3 separate regions of the Oryctolagus cuniculus genome follow, and all the other regions are linked to region 2. Evidence: chromatin contacts called from public Micro-C data. All regions are on one chromosome and are shown on one strand. The core of a region is the stretch at or near the end of the contact, and the rest is flanking DNA. Distances in the headings are between cores, read along the strand shown. Region 1 holds the start of ARIH1 (ariadne RBR E3 ubiquitin protein ligase 1). Region 2 holds the start of BBS4 (Bardet-Biedl syndrome 4). Region 3 holds the start of HEXA (hexosaminidase subunit alpha).

Evidence for each region. A called contact is a pair of places that touch in the nucleus more often than the background predicts.
Region 1: a Micro-C map of ear pinna shows a contact between it and region 2, with 5 times the contacts expected there. The contact joins the promoter of ARIH1 here to the promoter of BBS4 in region 2. A contact is called at or near these places in 2 of 6 Hi-C or Micro-C datasets (ear pinna and an unstated tissue).
Region 3: a contact with region 2 is called in a Micro-C map of ear pinna, with 4 times the contacts expected there. The contact joins the promoter of HEXA here to the promoter of BBS4 in region 2. A contact is called at or near these places in 2 of 6 Hi-C or Micro-C datasets (ear pinna and an unstated tissue).

What each region holds. Positions count from the first base shown.
Region 1 is chr12:110,731,356-110,734,055 of mOryCun1.1, forward strand. It overlaps ARIH1 (ariadne RBR E3 ubiquitin protein ligase 1), which reads right to left and starts at 1,413. Exons shown (of 14, transcript XM_051822317.2): 1 at 711-1,413. The coding sequence starts at 1,085.
Region 2 is chr12:110,602,058-110,604,757 of mOryCun1.1, forward strand. It overlaps BBS4 (Bardet-Biedl syndrome 4), which reads right to left and starts at 1,444. Exons shown (of 15, transcript XM_070054707.1): 1 at 1,292-1,444. The coding sequence starts at 1,315. It overlaps LOC138844765 (a long non-coding RNA gene), which reads left to right and starts at 1,404. Exons shown (of 2, transcript XR_011381109.1): 1 at 1,404-1,827.
Region 3 is chr12:110,773,448-110,776,147 of mOryCun1.1, forward strand. It overlaps HEXA (hexosaminidase subunit alpha), which reads left to right and starts at 1,324. Exons shown (of 14, transcript XM_002717700.5): 1 at 1,324-1,667. The coding sequence starts at 1,415.

The DNA.
Region 1 (2,700 bases), core at 163-2,662, 130 kb after region 2:
AGGCTTAAAGGAGCCGCGATCACCGAATTCGGCCAAGCCTCGCTTCCTGACCACGGAGCAGGAGAGCACCGAGCTCAGACACAGAAAACCTCACAAAACGGAGCCCCGTCCAGGGGGACGCCCTGCGCTCGGGGGCTGCCCGGCGAGCCGCAGGGACGCGTGTGCGGCCGGCCGGAGCGGCCCCGGCGCTCGCCTGCAGCCAGCCAGGACGTCACCGCCGCCAGCAGCAGCCGCGCCGTCGGAAAGGGCCCACCCGCGCCTCTTCCCCTCCCCCGAGCAGGCAGGCGCTCGGCCTGCCGGGCGGATCCGTTTCTCCTTTGACTCGTGCCCGCTTGGGGCAACCGTACACCCAGCTGCTCGCGGGCCTGCCCTAGTCCCTCCCCAGACCGGCCCGGAGCACCCAGGACCGGGCCGATCCCCCGCCACTCCTCCTCCTCCCGCACCCGCGCCCGCCCCGCCCCGCGCGGGAGGCAGCCCGCGGCCGCCGGGCCCGGCGCGGCAGGCATCGGCCGCGAGCCGGAGGCCCCGGGCGGCGGCGGCAGGCCTGCGCCATGGCCGGGGCCGGGAAGCGCCGCCCCCGCGCGCCTCCCCGCGCCCGGCCCGGCCCGGCCCGGCCCGGCCCGGCCCGGCCGGCGAGCGCCCGCCCGCGCACCCTGCATCCCCGGCAGGGGCGGCGGCGGCCGGCAGGCCCGCGCGGCGGCCACGCTCACCTGGATGACCTCGTTGACCTCCCGGATGCACTCCACCATGTGCTGCAGGATCTGCTCGGCCGTGAGCACCTCGTAGCGGTAGTCCTCCTCCTGCTCGTGCCCAGGCCCGCCGCCGCCGCCGCCGCCGCCGCCGCCACCGCCGCCGCCCGGCCCCAGGGCGCTGCCGCCGCCGCCGCCCGTCTCCCCGCACAGCAGTCCGTCCCGCTCCCCGCCGACGCCCAGCCCGGGCTCCACCAGCTCCACCTCGCCCAGGTCCAGGTTATCATCGTCCGGCTCGTCGTCGTCCTCGTCCTCCTCCTCCTCCGCGCCGCTGTCCTCCTCGCTGCACTCCTCGTCCTCGTCGAACTCGTAGTTGTAGCCCTCGTCCGAGTCCATGGCGCGGCGGACGCTGGCCGAGGCGGGGAGAGGGCGGGGACGCCGAGGCCCCGGCTCTCGCTCCGGCTCCGGCGGGTGTCCGGGGCGCAGGCCTGGCTGCGGCCGCGCGGGCCGCGGCTCCTCCCCGGCGCGGCGGCGGCGGCGGGCGGCTGGCGGCGGGCGGCGGGCGGCGGGGACGGCGCGCGGGAGGCGGCGAGGGAGGCGGCGAGGGGCCTGTGGCCGCCCGCCTCAGTCAGACGCCGCTCCGCTCCGGCCTCCGAGAGAAAACAGCCCCCAGCGCCACCTCCACGGCCGCTGCTGCCGCTACTGAGCCAACAAAGGGGCGTGCGTCACCGCGTCGCGCTGCGTCGCGCGTCACGCCCGTACGTCACCGCGCCCCGCCCCGCCGCCCCTGCGCGCCGTGTGCGGGAAACCCCGCGGCCCGGCCCGCCAGGTCGGCGAGCGCCGCGGCGCCCCAGGGTCCGTGGTGCGGCCGAGCGGCTCTGCGGGGCCGGGGCCCGTGGGGGTGGGGTGGGGGCGCCTCCCACGAGACGGCTGCGGCTCCGTGGCCCCGGCGGCGGCTGTGACCGCGGGGGACCCGTCCGTCCCCTGCGCGGTCCAGGGGGACCGGGCGTGACTCCTGGCAGCCGCGGCTCTGGACTCGAGCCCCCCGGGCCCCCGGGCCGCTGAACTGTGGGGGTTGGGGGGCGCGGGATGCTGCGCGCGCGCGCGCGTGGAACCTACGCTGTGCGGCAGGTGCAGCTCGCGCCCGTGCCCCCGACGGTGACGTCACGCGGCGGGCGCTGCCTGGGGCCCGAAGCTCCGAGTTCGCCTGGGCTCCGCTATCTGCGCGCCGGACGGGGCCCGAAGCCAAAGGGGCCGGGCAGGCCACGGAAGGCGCTCCCTGTGCTTGGGGGGGGGTTGCTGGACAGGCGTCAAAACGCTTTGTAAGGACCCGGTGCGGTACGCCGGGCACCGCCCCACAACGCGGCGCCGGTGGGGGCGCGGGCACCTGCGTCCTGCGCGCCCAGGGCAGGCGGGGTGCGAGGGAGCGAGCAGGACAAGCAGGTGCACTGGCGAGGTGCTGGCACGGCTCCGATGCCATCCTGCCAGTGGACTTGGCGTCTTTGTAAACAGGAGAGCCGGGGAAACACGCGCAGCCCAGAACATCCTATCAAACGCCAGGCGCTCGGTGTCACCCAGCAACCCGTGTCGCCCCCTTGGTAACTCCCGTTACACCTTTGCTGGTTTCCCCCAACCCTGCTCACAGCAGAGAAATGGGGAAAACACAAGGACCAGGAGCGAAGCAGTGGAAGCCGGCCGTTGTTGCAATGGGAAGCGTTGCAGGGTTTTAGAAGAGTGAACTTGGGATCTGTGTTCCCGAAAAGAACCCTGGCTCCTGCGTGCAGAATGGGCTGTGAAGGCAGAGACCGGTTAGGAGCCCGTCTTAGAAGTCCAGGTGACCACAGGGCCTTGAGCTCGGGCAGTGGCAGGGCAGGTGATGAGAAGAGACCGGATTCTGCCTTAATTTGAAAGGGGGGCCAGCACCATTGGCTGCGGGTCTGGCGGTGGGGAGGGCTCCAGGATGCCTGCTAGACTTGGGGTTCATCAAAGTTTGGTGGGGTTCTGAAACCAG
Region 2 (2,700 bases), core at 194-2,693:
AGAAATAGAGGGAGAAAGAGAGAGAGAGAGGTGTCTTCCATCTGCTGGTTCACTCCCCAAATGGTCACAACAGCCAGGGCGGAGCCAGCCCAAAGCCAGGAGCTTCCTCCCGCTCTCCCGCGTGGGTGCAGGGGCCCAGTCACTAGGGCCGTCTGCAGCTTTCCCAGGCACACTAGCAGGGAGCTTGTCGCAAGTGGAGCAGCCAGGACTAGAACAGGCGCTCTCATGGGAGGCCTGCGTTGCAGTTACCGGCTGTGCCCCAGCGCCGGCCCCTCCAGGGTGTCTTCGACCAATTCCCAAAAAGTCACAATCACTCCAGCAACAGTGCCGGACCTGTTTGTTTGGTTTGTTTGACAGGCAGAGTGGACAGTGAGAGAGAGAGACAGAGAGAAAGGTCTTCCTTTGCCGTTGGTTCACCCTCCAATGGCTGCCGCGGCTGGCGCACCGCGCTGATCCGAAGGCAGGAGCCAGGAGCCAGGTGCTTCTCCTGGTCTCCCATGGGGTGCAGGGCCCAAGCACCTGGGCCATCCTCCACTGCACTCCCTGGCCACAGCAGAGAGCTGGCCTGGAAGAGGGGCAACCGGGACAGAATCCGGCGCCCCGACCAGGACTAGAACCCGGTGTGCCAGCGCCACAAGGCGGAGGATTAGCCTAGTGAGCCGCGGCGCCGGCTCGAACCTGTTTTGAATAGCGGCACTGAAGCAAGGTAGACAAGATTTTGCGGTTGAGACTTCGGTAAACACTGTCGATGTGCACCTGAAAACACAGCTATGTAACAGAACGACGGGGTGACCCGGCTACCCCACTCGGGGACACATCCGGGGAGAGGGGCCCAAGCGCACTCCCACGAAGGCCCCCACGGCGCACGCTGACCAGGAACTGGAGCACAGGAGGCCGCAGGTTCCCAGACGGGCAGAAACGCGGCGGACTGTTAAGCTAACGCCGGCCACACGCCGAAGTCGGATTAGCGCGCTCCGCACCTGACGCGCAGAGCGCGGCGCCCTCACCGCGTCCCCCCGCGCCCGCGCGCGCTCCGCGGGGCTCGCTCCAGCCCTCCGTCGGCTTCACCGCAGCCCCCGCGCCCGCAGACCCCGACCCGACACCACGAAGCGCCGGCCTAGCGCAGCGGCCCCCTCGGCCACCGCCTGCCCCTCCCGCCCACCGCACCCCCAGAGCCGCCAGGGCCCCCCAGCCCGACCCTGCGCTGCAACAGCTCGGGCTGACCACGCGCGGCCAGCGCCGCGGGAGCAGGCGCCGGGCCCCCGGCACCACGGAGGACCCGGTCGCTCACCGGCGCGAGCTTCTCCTCAGCCATGTTGGCTCCGCCCACCGCGGCCGCGGCCGGAAGTCGGCGGTTTCCGGAGCGACGCGGCCCGGAAGTCGCGGTCGGGGGCGGGCCCTGCGGGCCGGAAGCGTCAGTGGCCCGGGCGTCTCCCGGCCTCCGCGGTTCTCCGGGGCTGTGGAGCTGCCGCCGGCCGGGAGCGCGGTGCCCTCCCCGGGCTGCGGGCGGCGTGGCCGGGGCGGGGGTCTCATCCCACCCTCTCGTTTGATGACTGATGGGCGGGAGAAGCCGGCTGCGCGCTGGGCGGCGGCGTCTGTGCAGCCTGGGCCTTCTGCACCTGCTCCCCGGCGCCCACCGCGGCTGGGGCCTCGCTCGGTGGGCGCGACGCGCAGGACCCCTCCCTGCTCCCCGAGCCAGAATGAGAAATGCGCTGACTGCTCAACTTCAGAAACGGCGACGGCCAGGAAGAAAAAGACAGCCAGACTCCGTCCAGGTCTCCCATGTGCACGGCAAGGACCCACCTGCTCCTGCCAGGGTGCACGCTGGTAGGAAGCGGGCGGCGGAGATGGAGCTGAGGCTTGAAGCAGCCGTTGCAGTATGGGATGCAGGGTCCCAAAGGGCAAAAAACCACCCCCGGCAGCCTTTCTTCTGTAGATAGAAACCATTATTCTGTGTAAAGATCTCTCCTTTTTTTTTTTTCCAAATTTATGTATTTATTTGAAAGGCTGAGTTAGAGAGAGAGAGAGGTCTTCCATCCGCTGGTTCACTCCCCAAATGGCTGCAATGGTTGGGTCTGGACAAAGCCAGGAACCAGGAACTCCACCCAGATCTCTCACGTGGGTGGCGGGACCCAGGCACTTGGGCCACCTTCCGTTGCCTTCCCCGGTACGTTAGTAGGGAGCTTGACGGGAAGCTGGAGCTCTGATGTTTGCTGGCACTGCACGCGGGGGCTTGACCTGCTGCACCACATGCTGGCCTACAGAGACATTTTCATAGGAAAATCCTCGGACGTGTGTAGAGCACACTTCTTGGGTCACAGGTCTTCATTTCCCTTAGAAACCTGTGAGTGTGGCCTGTCATTCAGGTCAGGCCCTCCCAACAGGGCTCACTCAGCTGTAGTACCAGTGGGTGCTAAGCGCTGGAAGAAGGAGCAGGCACCAGGAGCAGTTCAGTGCCTCCAGTACACGTTTAAAGAAGCAGCTGCACCATATTTGTAATACTTTAATGCAATATTCCCACCTGATGGGGTCGTTAGCAACCTGTTAGTGTTGCCACCTGCAGGGCAATTCCACCGCACCCTGTGCTGTTTTTTTTTTTTTTCTTTTTCTTTTTTTTCTTTCTTTTTTTTTTTTTTTTTTACCAGGCAGAGTGGACAGTGAGAGAGACAGAGAGAAAGGTCTTCCTTTGCCGTTGGTTCA
Region 3 (2,700 bases), core at 74-2,573, 170 kb after region 2:
TGGTAACAGTCCAAACCTCTTTATTTGGGTCCAAGTCCTCCATCTTGCGTGAGTGTCGTGGGTAAGCGACTCCTTTCCCCCGCTGCAGGCTCAGTCTACGGAAGAGGGTGCCATGCCACCTGTGCCACCTGCCCAGTCCCAACGCCCCACCTGTTCTACCGCTCTCACCTTTGAACCTGGTCTGAACCCTGCCTAACCTATTGACCTTACAGAACTGGCTATGAACTTGGCCCTTCCGGTAATAATTCTGGGAGCCTCGACCTTGGGACCCTGCTGTAACATCTCTGCGGGCAGCCTGAGCCCCAGGCACCTACCAGCGTCAGAAAAATGCAGATTTAAGCAATGGAGAAACCAATTTGATTGAATTTCTGCTTCCTTTCCTACAACCTCCATTCCACCACAATCAAGCAAAGAGGAATTTCTTGCTGAATCTGTAAACTGAAGACCTGAGAGATGACTTTATCCATCAGAGATGTTTAAATCGGGTTATCTAAACCTAAATATAAATTATCGTGATCGTTAAAGGGCCTTTCTCTCGAGTTTATTTTCCCGATCTTTACACTGTAGTACTGAAACGCCGTTAGGATTTTAGGAGGGTGCCTCCCAGCCAAGCAGTTCGCTCAACAGCATTCTTTTTACTTCCTTCTGCAGGCAGCACTGTTGAAGGTTAGCCTCTGGTCATCTCGCACCTCCAGCTTTTTACAAAAGGTCTGCTAACTGCTTCTGACCCTCAGATTTCTGGAATGGAGATTTCGGAACAGCCTTCTGCAGCCCACGGAGCTAAGCCCTGAGTCCAGGCCCGCCCAGCGAAGCCCCTGCAGGACCAGCCCCGGGCACCCCCGACCCTGCCCCTCGGAAGCGCCGCACCTGTGTGCGGGCCCGTCTTGGGGAAGGGGTGTGAGGGCAGCCAGCTCGGCACTGACGACCACCCGCGGAGGGAAGAGAACCGGGCCTCATCCGGCCCTGGGAGGACACGTTTCCCGGGCTCAGACCGGCCCCGGGACACAGCAGCCACGCTCCAGCAAAGCAGCTCGGACGGCCAAGGGCCCCCGCTCCCCGCCCCGCGGCCTCCGCCGTCACCGTGACGCACGGCTTTAACCCCCGGCTCTCCGGCTTCCGCCCCGTCCTCGCGCGGCCCCAGGGGGCGCTGCCCGCTGCCTGGACCCGGGCCCGGCGCCAGCAGGGACGAGCCGGGCGGGGCTGTCACTCACCGCCTCACTGGGCGGGACAGGAAAAAGCCGCGAGCCGACCCCGGAAGTGTGGTCCCCGCAGGCGCCGCCGGGCTACGCGATGCGCGCCCAATCACGTGACGCACTCCGGTCACGTGACGCCTCGCCGGCCCTCACGTGAGCGCCGCCGCCCACCTGACCTGGGCTCGCGCTAGTCGGCCCGCTGGGGCGGTCACCGGCGGGCCATGGCCGGCTCCGGGCTGTGGCTGTCGCTGCTGCTGGCGGCAGCGTTCGCTGGCCGGGCGGCGCCCGTGTGGCCCTGGCCCCAGTACATCCAGACGTCCGGCCGGCACTACACCCTGTACCCGAACAGCTTCCAGTTCCGCTACCATGTGAGCTCGGCCGTGCAGCCGGGCTGCGCCGTCCTCGACCAGGCCTTCCAGCGCTACCGGGAGCTGCTGTTCGGGGCCGGGTCCTGGCCGCGTCCCAGCCTCTCGGGTGAGTCCGTGCTCCGCCGCCTGGAAGTCCGCCCCCGAGAGAGCCCTGCCGCGCAGCAGCCCCCACCCGCGAACCCTGACACCCACCCGGGTCCCGCCAGTCCCCAGGTCGCTCTGCCTCCGCCGCCTCCCGCCCTTTCCTCCGGCTGTCGGCTCAGTCTCCTGCGCGTACCCCCTGCCTGAGCCCACCCTCTGTGGCCACTCTGGCCTGCAGTCTCTCCCTTGAGCTGTGTCAGGAGTTGGCCTGCTACAGGAAGAATGTCAGAATACTGCGCCCTGAGCAGACCCCTGAGACGTCTGGGTCCCCGTGAGAACGGGACCAGGGCTGGGTACGGAAGACCAGAGCAGACGGGACGCGAGAACCCACGCACAGCTCCGTAAACGTGTGGCACACGGCGCGTCCAGCGGTGTGGGGCTGGGATGGGGCGCAGAGTTGGGGCTGGTGTGTGCTCTCGGAGTGCCCGCGGGGTGGAAATCGGTAGCGTGTACATCCCTGAGAGTTACCCCAAAGCAGACTGCCTCCCGCTGCTTCGCCCAACCCTTTTGTTCGACAATGGAAGACGGATTCTTCTGTCAGTGTCTAGAGCCTTCTGCGACCCTTTCCGGGATTGGATTTGCTCCACGCACAAGATTAAAGGTGGTTAAGTTAGTAAGTGACATGGTTCGTCATGCTTCGCTGTCCTGAAGACGCCTCCCCTGGCCATTGCTTCTTTTCGGTTTGGGTTTCTTTTCCTGTTTCCAATTTGGAGGATAAGCTCGGTCCCACGGGAGGGAAGACCTTGTGACCCCCAGGTAGGCAGGGCCCAAGTCATGCGGTCATTACTCATCAGGGCACGGGATTGTCCGGGGACTGTGAGGAGGCAATGTGGGATGGGCAGCTGGGTGGGGAGAAGGGGCCTCTGCCCTTGGACTGGACCAGACCACCACCCAGTCTACTTTAACCCTTCCCAGAGCAAGAGCAAGGCGTGGTCTGTGCGAGACAGGGTGGCTAGCAGGTTTCTTGTTTGAAAAGCAAAGAGGAAGAAAATTGGGGA